Linked DNA regions of Siniperca chuatsi: region 2 is linked to region 1. The links are chromatin contacts, called in public Hi-C maps. All regions are on one chromosome and are shown on one strand. The core of a region is the stretch at or near the end of the contact, and the rest is flanking DNA. Distances in the headings are between cores, read along the strand shown.

Evidence for each region. A called contact is a pair of places that touch in the nucleus more often than the background predicts.
Region 2: a Hi-C map of an unstated tissue shows a contact between it and region 1, with 3 times the contacts expected there. The contact joins the promoter of thrap3a here to the enhancer-like site in region 1. A contact is called at or near these places in 2 of 3 Hi-C or Micro-C datasets (skeletal muscle and an unstated tissue).

Annotation. Positions count from the first base shown.
Region 1 is chrLG9:9,039,798-9,045,397 of ASM2008510v1, reverse strand. It overlaps map7d1a (MAP7 domain-containing protein 1a), which reads right to left. Exons shown (of 19, transcript XM_044208449.1): 12 at 3,979-4,261; 13 at 2,940-3,120; 14 at 1,825-1,929. Among protein-coding and RNA genes, the nearest start is that of thrap3a, 39 kb to the left of the region's middle. Within about 2 kb of position 2,382, the one cell type or tissue checked has an H3K27ac peak away from gene starts, as active enhancers do.
Region 2 is chrLG9:9,078,323-9,084,513 of ASM2008510v1, reverse strand. It overlaps thrap3a (thyroid hormone receptor-associated protein 3), which reads right to left and starts at 3,010. Exons shown (of 11, transcript XM_044208455.1): 1 at 2,689-3,010.

The DNA.
Region 1 (5,600 bases), core at 1,133-3,632:
GGTTTCAGTTCTCATAACAAAGGTTTCAGTTCTTATAACATAATCAAATGTGGAAGTTATCAATATAGCATCCACAACAAAATAGCATTATTTAACTTTGTTAAAAATTGGGTTAGGTTTAGTGTGCTAGATGGAACCCACACACCTTGTCAGACTGTTTTGCTAGAAACTGAGGTTTTACATTTTGCTGTTCATTGCTTCTCTTCACTGGTGAGAACGGTTATCATGTCTCTTGTATCTAAGACCATTATGCTTGAAGTGAATGCAACTGAGGCTCTTATGTCTCCAGGTGGAGGGCTGTGTCAATAATGATGAAACAGCACTGTGTATTCGGCTGGAACACCCGCGTAGGATGGTCAAATTGTGAACAGTAGAATAGAGGAAATAGGATAAAGCTGTGCTGTATTGTACTAAAATACAAACTGTGTGGCTAATTTGTATGCACAGAAAGCAGATGTTTGATACAAGATGCGACCTTCATCTGAGGACACAGCTAGCCTGAGAGAGCAAGACCATAACTGCAGCTGCCACTCAGCATTTTTAAGATCCAAGATTATTCATGGACAGCTCACACACTCATGGCTTCGGCATTTAGTTTGGCTGCAAAACTTCTGCCTCAGGACTTTGCCCCTTAGGATACTTTTAGCCACCTGTGCTTGCTGACCACAAACTCCTCTTTGTTGAGGTGATAACAACAGTGGGCCAGTCAGTAACAGTGTATTGTACTGTGTGACTAAGCAGCGAGCCTTTGGGGCAGAGGACATGCTGTTCTTGCGGGCTAATTCCAGCAAGCAACCAGGCTTGGGCTGGCTGAGCCAGGCCTGACATGCCTAGATAAGAGTCTTTCTCAGATGGAGAGAAGATGAGGAGAGGGAAAGAAAGGCTTAGCTAGGATACTGAGGCGGAGCTTACGTAGATGTGGGTGGCATACTTGAGTAGATGGCCATGGTACAGAACACACACGTGCAAAGATCTGCACAAATCCACACACAGATGATTGACACAGGGAGGTCTCCATTATTAATGTTTATATATAGCTTCATGCTCACACACAGTTTTAAGCCCTATTAAATCACGGCATGCAGACAACCAATCCAGGATAAGCCAAAAACATCATTCATCTTGGTTTCAGGGAATCGACTTTCAAGCCTGCCTTTGTCATGTCAAAAGGCAGACCACAGAGTGAACATACCCCAGAATATAATACCTCCACTGAGGGAGTCAAGTCAAGTCAATTCTATTTATATAGCCCAATATCCCAAATCACAAAGCCTCAGGGCGCTTCACAGTCTATATAAAATACGACACCCTCTATCCTTAGACCCTTGATTCGGATAAGGAAAAACTCCCCAAAAAATCCTTTTTAACTGGGAAAAAAATGGAAGAAACTTCAGGAAGAGCAACAGAGGAAGGATCCCTCTCCCAGGACAGACAAACATGCAGTAGATGCCGTGTGTACAGAATAGAGCAACATAATGAAATTACAGTATGGGGAATCATGATGACAAAATTATAAATAGAATAACATTTATGAAGAATGGATCTTATTGTAAATTAATACACACAGAATACATTTTGTGTTAGTCTGAGATGTATGCAGTTGAGAGCAGAGCCAGGACTACTTTCAATCAATCAGTTTTCTTCCCAAAAAAATCTAGGTCAGGATTTTCAGAAAACCTTCTTTATAGTCTTTATAAGGAAGGAATGAGAATGAAACTTCTACTTTTATTATAAAAAAAAAAAAAATGCATTTCCGTTTTGAAATGGGTGACTTAAAAACCTGGCTGAAAGAACAATGATGGGAGGACAGATGTATTGCCCTACCCTTTTCCTCTCCAGCCTCTCCTGCTCCTCCTTCTGGAAGTGTTTCTCCCTCTCCAGACGCTGCTTCTCCGCCTCCTCCCGGGCTCTAGCCTCAGCCTCTTCTTTCTGAAACACACACAGGCGAGAATCCAACCACAATTTTAATGCCGGCAGAAGGGGGAAAAAAACACAGCCAAAATAACATGCCTTGTACATAACAAGGGTGTGGTTGCTCCCTGCAATTATTGTTTACAACCACAAAAGGGATATTTTCCTGTACCTTTGAGCCAAAAAGATCTATTTTCAACATTTACAGCCTCGTGAGGACCATTCAAAGCGAAATACAATACTTAAGCCTTTGCATAATTATATTGGATCATGTTTAACCACAAATGCCACTTCTGTGAAAGACCACAAGGGGGTAGCAAAGCATAAGAACTGGATAACAGAGATAAGACAGTGCCAGAGCTAATCATGTTACTGGTCTACAGGATAAACAAATACAGTAATGAATAGCCACATTTCCTGTTTCAATCTGTTTCTGCTAATCATGCATCATTCTCTTCTACTTCTCCCCAGCAACATCCACAAACACAGGAAGAGTCAATATTACTCGTAATGGTTATTTGACAAACTGAAAAGTAAAAAGGGCCCATTCATTGTAGCTACCAGCTCACCACTTTGGATTAATATTTGCCTTTTAAGGACAACATCCTACTGACGTATGAAATACTGGACTGTGCTTTTGAACGAGCCTGTTATCGAAAAAGGTCAGTGTGAGGTGAGCAGCTGAGCTGAGACAGTAAACAAGTGACACTGAAAAACACCACAAACCGATTGTTTGCCAAAGATAGGAGAGCGTATAAGTTTGTGGTGTGATGGGCAAAGTGCCTGGGAATTATGTCAGGATGCAGTTAGTGCATGCATGTGTGTCTTGACCTTTACTCAAAAGGCAGTAATAACTGTCACAGTGGTGCTTGATGGTCCTTGTCATTACCATGGGCTTTAAGTACTTGCAAGCTCCTTTCACCCTTATCTGACTAACTAGACCAGTCCATTGCATTAACACCCAACCGCGTTAACAACTTCCATTTTAGGTGCTTTCTCTGCATGCTGGCCGTTGACAGTCAGCATACCTGTTTTTGCAGGCGTAGGTTCTCCTCCTGCTCGGCTTTGGCTCTCTCCTGAGCCTCCTTCTCCTCCTGCAGGCGCTGGGCTTCGTCCCTCCTCCTCTGCTCCTCGGCCATGGTATGGGCCTCCTCCTCCCTGCGTTGCCTTTCCTCTGTCTCCCTCGCTATTCGCTCCTCTCTCAAGATCCTAAAGAGTTTGAGCATAAGGCTGATGATTAGTATTTTAGACAAAATTATGTACACATGCAGTGTTTGGCACATGCAGTAAACAATTAAATGTAAATGATTCTATTAACAGGGCATTTCCTCTTTAGTTTACACTATCTCTGCTGAATTGACATTGAGGCACAAGCAACAGGGAACCAAACTATTTAAATATAAGGGCTAACTAGAGATCACATCAATTCCTGTAAAAGCCGTAAATAGTAACTTGCTGTGGTTAGAATCAGCCAACAGGCTATCAAATTCTTGATGCTTACATACATCACGGCCAGTGTTGAGTGAGGTCTCATTCAGATATGCATGTGCTGTGATAATGCATGGAGCCTTCCTGTTTAGTTTTACTGATTACTGTTTTACTTCTTTTTCATTTATTACATGGGAAATAGCTAAATGTCCTCAGTGAGGTTTGTTTTGCAGCATAAAAACAGCTACAGCAGTGTATTCTACACCAACCATTTCACAATATCATTACATAAATAATAATATACTGTATTTAACTTCAACAATAGTTCAAATGTCATATATACTGTATGACTGACGTTTACATTGCAAATGTGCATTTTAATAATGGTTTCTCTAGTCCCCTATATGACCTTCTGTACAATTCTTGAGATGGCTGACAGGGAAAAAGAAAGTAATGAGTAGTTAAAAGACCAAAGTGGGAAAACAACTTGGGGATTACTTACATTCGGCATGGACACAGACATGTTTAAAATTCCTTTTTTCTCTTGCACAGTGAAAGAACTTGACAGATCTTTGACTATGCAAGGGCAACACTGTGCTGACACTAGGTGTGTTTTGAGTCATATTAAAACCCTCTGACCTCTCCTTCTCCTCCTGTTCGCGGCGTTCCCGCTCATCCCTCTCCCTCTGCTCTCGTGCCTGTCTGCGTTTCTCTGCCAGGATGCGAGCTGCCTCCTCTGGGTCGTTGGTGCCTGCCATGGGCTTGGCTGATGGAGAGGGTGCAGGTGATGCTGCAGGGACAGAAGGAGCTGAATGGGCCGGCTCAGGTGAGGGGGGGGCTGCAGTGGTCGTAATTGGTATGCTCGACGCATGGGGTGAGGCGGCGGCTGAAGCTAATACAATGGCAGGAACCACAGGGGAACCTAAAACAGGGAAAACAAGTGTTACAGAAGAGCCAATAACACACAAATCTTGTGCTGTGTAACTTAACTTTTAATGTGATTATTTATGCTTCCCTACAAGTAATCTATTGCATGTCTGTCCATCCTGGGAGAGGGATCCCCTCCTCTGTTGCTCTTCCTGAGGTTTCTTCCATTTTTTGGGGGGGGGGGTGTTCCTTATCCGAATTTAGGGTCGAAGGATAGAGGGTGTCGTATGCTGTACAGATTGTAAAGCCCCTTCAGGCAAATTGTGATTTGTGATATTTTGTGCTATATGAATACAATTGACTTGACTTAATGACTTTTAAAGTGGTGCCCATTGATTAATCAATAATGATTGATTAATAATACATTAACTGCAGCTTTTTCTCTTCACATTCCTGTGAAACATTCTGTCCCCAGCAACTGGAAATGGTAAACAGCCGTAGCTTCAGCCCAAGAACTTGGTAATTACATAATTAAGGCTGATTAGTGCAGCCTCTTAGTGCTGTGTGTGGCTCACTAAATACACTCCTTTTGTTTTCATGGCTAATTAAGCCTGATGGTAATCTTTGCCTATTGCGTCTTGAAAGAAATACAGATTTTCCAGAGGCTTGTTCACTTTTTCCATTAGATCCATTCTTCTGGCCAGTCACAGGAAGACTAAGCCAGACAGTGAAGAACTCTTTGGGTATATAAAAAACTGATAAAAATTACAGAATGACTCAGCTATGGAGGGAAGCTACCCATAATCCACATGTACTGTATCATAAGACTGTGCAAATAGGACAGTTAATCACTGTGGAGATGAAAAAAATGCAACAAAATGTAGGTTACTGTGCAGTATACTGTTCTACAAAAGAAACAATCTTTACTCAAGGTCCACTTACTAGCTTGTTCCATAGCTTTCAATCGCTTTTTATGGTCTTCATCAGCAGATGGAGCTTGCTCAGTGGTCATCACATGACCTAATCATGGAACTTCGATCACTTGATAACAGGTGGTCAACCAAAGCTTCATACTTAGTCCACGTGATGTCAACTGAGCAAACTTCATTTACTGATGAAGCTTGTGAGATGCAGTTGAAAGCTCTGGAAAAAGTAAGTGGCTCTTGAATCACAATTTTTTTCTGCTGTGTCTAATATGCAACACATGTAGTTCTGTACCGAATGAAGTTTTTTTACATTTGAGCTTCTTGAGATTTTCAAATGAAGTTTTGGATGTCTGTCATCATATTTTATGAAAAAAAAAAATCCTCAAAACAAAATCCTCAATTTGTCTTCTTTCTTTAATGAATATAACTCGTCAGTTATGGTATCGCTAGACCGCACTTTAATACTGG
Region 2 (6,191 bases), core at 1,761-4,260, 38 kb before region 1:
GTAAGATTTTGGGATAAACAGAATCATCCTAAAATAGAGAGTATTGGTAATCATAACAATAATTAACCAAAGATAAGCTTCTTCACAAAAATATCATCTTGAACTTGTTTGACTGGCATCTTAATGGACAACTTTGGCCACCTTATTCAAAACAGACCAGGAACAACACAGTGTTAATGGGAACATCATGCAAGACTAGAAAAAGCAGCTCTTCAACATTGTAGATTAGAAAACAATTGCGGGAAAGGACCAAAATTAACCGAACCGAACAGGGTATGGTGAATAGACATGTTTTTAGATAGTTTAAAACCGAATTAAACTGATTCTCTCACATGGATAAAAGTTCAAGACCACGCACACACAAACATGACTAAGAGTCCCCCTTGGAGTAGAGAACGACAGCTGTATAATCCTCATCACCTGTTTATTTCATGTAACAGCAAAAGTAGCTCTGATCAACAATGGTCCGGCAACTCGATACACAGCTCAAAGTGTAAGAAAAGAAACACTCCACTCAATCAACTGCCCTATCATTAAGACTGGGATGCCACAGTGGCAGCTGGAATCACATTTGCTATCTATATGTGCCCCTGAGACACCCTGCTCGCTATTTCAGAAAAGCCACAGCAACTGTCATTGGCACAATCTTTGGTTATTGAAATGTGGCAGTCCCTCTTAGTATTCCCTGAAGACACTTCACATGCCAAGGCAGTTAATGGATAGCAAAGCCACTGGCAGTGCTGTTTAAGGCAAGATAAACCTTTCAGCTTCCTTCATGGGTTATTAAATGAAAAAACAACAACTTCTGAATAGCCTGATTCATTCAGTTAGGTCTGATCCAGAGATTGCTTGCTGCATTTTCTTTTGCTAATCATCTACAATGAATGAAAAGAACACTATTCAGCCTGGCTTTGGCCACAAGTTTAATGATAACATAACATGATCCCAGTTGCAGTTAACTTTCTGCTAACTAAGGCAGTTCAATATCATTCTATTATCAGCGGGTTTTTGGAAGGATGTGTTCTGCTTTTTATCATTCAATTCTATTTGAATGATTCTATTTAATATCTATTTGAAAAAGTTCTCACAGCAAAAATCAACAGTTTGTAAAAGTAGCATCTGCCAGTTTCTACGATGTATATGAGGCTACTTTTGCCTGGAAAAATGGCATACAGCAGGGTGTCAATGCGGCATCCTCACACCGACATGCTTCTCAGCTGTCTGTCATCACCACGTCTGTGGAACTCTGCTGCGTACAAGAGGGAACTCATCAGCTGAAGGTCCTCTCTATTTTGGTCAGTTGGGAACAGCCTGGCAAATTAGTTATAGTTCCAAAATGTGTACAGTTGTTTGTGTTTTCCTGCGCCTTAAAGTCTCTGCATAAAGACACAGTCAGTGTTTATGTTGTTAATTATGAGTGGCATGTTGTATAACAAGAATACTTTCACTTAAGCTGTAGAAACACCAGTAAATTTCATTAATTGAGGAGTGTACGTTGCTTGCACACATTACGTTTCTTCTCTAAAGAAGTGGCACAAATGTGAGTACCACCTATGTCAATGATAGCAAAGGTTTCAGTTTGATTAAATGTATATCCTCCCAAAGAAAGGGGCAAGCGCGCACACAAGTGAAAACAAAACTAAATGTGTTGTAGTGCTACTTCAGTTTGTGCAAGCATACTTAGACGTGGGCACACCTTTTCATTGTGTGTTTACTTTTGTGCTGTTAGTATTTGTTAAAGAGGATCAACCAGGATCCTGCAGCTCAACAGGAAATTGCATGATAATGTTTTCAAACTTTTACGCATCAGTGTACCCTAGAAAGAGATTTACATTGCACCACAAACCCCATTTAGATAAGCATTTACAGGAAACTAGTGTCTATGAGACAATTCTTGTAGCCTATATATGACTTGTTAGGCTTGGTTCAAGATTGTAGCTGTTTACTGTAGGTGGAGGGACAACTTGGTGAAACCTGCAATCACAACAGTCATTCTGTCATTGGGCTAACCACTAAAAACATAATTATAATATATATGCATATAACTGTTGTATTGAAGTCCCCCCTGAACCCTCCGGTGGTCGGAGGAAACACTTTGGAAATCACTGAATCATTAAACAACGTTCAAAATATAAATGTTGCCTAACAGCATAATGATATTAAGGCTATGACTGCTGAGCTTCCAGCAAATGATTCAACCCTTACTTCGCAGATATTTTCACTACACTTCTTCAGATGACATAACCTTACTCCAAATGAAAGCATATCAAAGCCAATGGATCACGTTCTGGATGGGTTGGACAGTGCATCCTGGAGTTTCCTCATGTGTACCATTCAATAAAGAAAATAACAAATCTATCCGGAGGACACACTTAACATCACATCAGGAGATCATTTAGAGCAATGGCTCCCTCTGAAGATAAAACACTATATGGTCTAACAACCTACTGACCAAATGTTGATACTTTTCCAGTCGCTATTTGTGCCCAGAAGTGTAATTTCGAAGCTTGGCGGCAAATCATATTTCATATAGTGACTTTTTGGCATGGATGATCCCTGTGCCTCGTAAGACTCGTTTTCCATGTTGCTACCATTGAAAATACATAATTTTCTATACATTTATTTCATCTTTACACCAGATTATTCCCCGAAAATTAGAGAGAAAAATAAAAATAATAAACTCCTTACCGGTCGGCGTTGTCGTTCAATGTTGTCGCGTCACATTCAGGCAAAACGGTGTAATATTGCAGAAATTGGTTAAATGGCTATTTCTCCCTGGTCTTCTGTGTGTCAGCGCTGTTATGCCCACTTTATGTCAGTGTGTGCATGTGTGTGTGCGTGTGCGTGTGTGTGTGTGTGTGTGTGCTGGCTGAAGTCTGCGGTGTTAAGAGAAAGGGGGTGTGACCGGCTCAGAGGGTCATATTTCCTTCCGCCTTCACCGCCTCTGTCAAACCAAAACACCTTAGTAACATCGCAGTGAACGGGAGTGGAGTTCAGTCAGAAAACCGTGTATTAGAAGCACAATAGTCCGCCGCCTGTAATTACATCATGGAAGCCTAATAATCCCTGACGAAAACTCGTGGTCCTAAAGGGAGCAGCTACTTGGTATAGTTACTGTGTCTGTCGTACACAATGGTGTCAAATGACATTTATTATAGTCGTATTGTGAAATTATTGTATTTCCATTAGTTTATTTCTTAATAGGATGTAATTTCCTTATTCCTTTTGCCTCATTAGTGGACAGCACATTTACTGTACTAAAATCCAGTTTTTATTTGGGCTGTTTGCATTTTACACAGTTGCTATTTGCCACTTACAATCAGCAGCCACTTTATTAGGTACTCCTGTAGGTACAATTCAATGCAATCCAATACAACAACCCTGCCATGACATCAATCTTTACAAAGCTCATAATGTTCAGTTTTTGGTTACATTGTAGGAAATGTGTAAATTCATTGTTCTTAGTTAAATGTGTGTGTTGTACTGGACTACATTATATTGAGATGTGTTTCTCCTTCACATTTGCATACATGTGAAGGGCACAGTATTAAAAACACCTCTCTACGTGATGCAGTCCAGTACAACACCATCACTAATTATGGCCTTGATGCTAAAACATATAATTTAATTAATGCCTCTACAAGTGTCAACAAAAACTGGACAGATTTATTTGATTGAGTTCAGGAATCAAACAGTAGACTTTTTATGGCAGAACATTTGTTTCAGATTGCATTAGAGTGTACAGGTGTACCTAATCAAGTGGCCACTGAGTGCATATTTCAGCAGGAAATGTACTCTTCCCTCCACTACATGCATCTGATAGTCATAGTCGTCATTCCTGCAAATGTTACCCTAAAGGGGAACCACTGAGGCCAAAAAACTTTTAACTCTTAATCCATTCAACCAAGTGTCATGACACCTGTTTTAAGGGACGAGGTAGAATCAAAATATGAATGGGAAATATTGCTCGCATTGTGCTGAGCAAATATTGTTTATGAAATCAATTGAGCTGTGGGAAATCCTGTTTTGTGCCTACCACAGTTTCATCAAAACAGATGAAAGTGACTGGCAATGACAAACAAAACGTTTAATAGGTTGCAGTTGTACTTATGACTAAGCCAGCGGAAAGGCTAGATCCATTGAACTCTCTAAGTACTTATGAGTTACAGATCATCTGTGCCATATTTAAAAGGAGTGTTTATGATTCATTGTTTTTTTTTAAGTTTTTTTATTCCTCTACTTGGACATGAATACCATGAGTGGTTTAAATGTGAAATTGCAGTTTGCAGCTATATCTACATTTCTTTCTTAAATCTTGTGTTGTATCATTCTATAGGCTGTAGGGTTGGGCTGATGAACGATGCCATCGTCCATGAGCCCTCTACCATTGTAACATCATGATCTAACGGCCTGCTCTGATTGCAGTCACTGTCACTCTGTCTCTCGCTCACCCACACACTCATTAGGCACTGCCCTCTTCCTTAAAGGAGCCATGCTAATCTTATAACAAATAGGGAGGAAACGTAAAGAAAGACCAGACTGGGTGAGTATAGGCCTAGGTGAGGATGGGCTGTGAATGGGCCCTATCTGTTCGGGCCCTTTAACCCCAAGCATCTGAAAGCTGACTTTATCTTCCTAGACAGTCAGAACTTTCTTTCAGTTCTTAATTAATTCCTTATTATAGTTAATTATAGTTAGGGATAATACAGTTAAAATGACAAATTAATATTCCTCTCAAATTTGATATAAATACTCCATCATATTCAGGTAAAACGATGAACTTGGATAAACGATGAGTTATGGCTGAATTTGAGCTATGTCTGTCCGTAGTAACTCGAGCAAGATTTCTCAACAACCGCTGGCCAGATTTCCATTCATTTGCTGTGGATATTCATGATCCCCAGAAGATGATTCTTAAGTATTTTAATGAATCGTTGCTCATTCCTGTGGCGTGACCATGAAGTCAAAATTGCCACTTGTATACAAGAAATGCCAAAATATAATGGGCAGATTGCAACAAATCCTATGACGAGACCAAAACCAACAATGTTTTTGCTACTATGTCTATTCTGTGTTCATTATATTGTGTATCCTTCTCTTAGCAGCACATCTAACAAATTTGTGTAATTTCCCACTAGGTTTTTTTGTTGTTGTTGTTGTTGTTAATGTTATGTTCAGGATAAAATTTAATGTTTTCTTCAAAGTTACATGTTAGCCTACTACTGATATGTACCATGTTACATAAAATGTTATGTAGTATTTTAATGGTTCACAACTTTAAAGGGTCATTTTAAGTCTAATCCCTTTGAACAATATTTTATTGTCTTACAGTCTTAAGTTCATCACTAACATACTGCTTTTGGTATGATTTTTCGGTATGAATTCTCAAATCTTTATGATTTCAATCCCCCAAAAGCCTTGTAACATGTATGGGCAGTTTGTGAATATGTGGTGTTGATACAGTAAATATCAGATATAGCATCAACTGTCATCTACTGCTGATATGATGTTTGCGGTTTGACCTTATCTGTGTAAAGTAACATGCAATATACTGTAGTTTCATTACCTTTTGCGTGTATTAATTTAATTGTTCAACAATGTTGTGTGAGTTTATTGAACTATTTCATACTGGTGGCATCAGTTCTTAAAAAGCTGCTACCCCACTAACATAATTTTACTAGTATAAGTTTCAGTTGAGGGTTTTAGTTGCTCATGATCTGTATCAGAGGCTTTTCCATCCTGCCAAGAATAGATTTGTGGGAAAAATGCTAATCTTTGTAATAGTTTGGCATGAGTGTTTACAGATAATACTGTTATCATTACTCACTTTATAACTAATCATCTGTGGATTTCTATAATGTCTCTTTAATAATATTCCATGAATTGTACTTACATGTTACCAGTGTTTTGAGGAGAAGCTTAATGAGACTGTAAAAGTCAGGAAGGGTATGTGTCAGTTGGGATCTCTTATCATCTGGTTTTCTTGGGTTGTTTTCAATATCAATATGTTCTAAATTCGTGTGTTTATTTTCCTTCCCCTGGAATGTACCACATAAAAGAACTATTATGGTTATTATGTCTGCAATACACAATAGCCAACAAAAGTGTCTACTTCAGAGACACTTGTCTTTCACAGTCCTCCTGGGAACAAAATAGCTGCTAATCATCCTGATAACATAAATTAAATATGT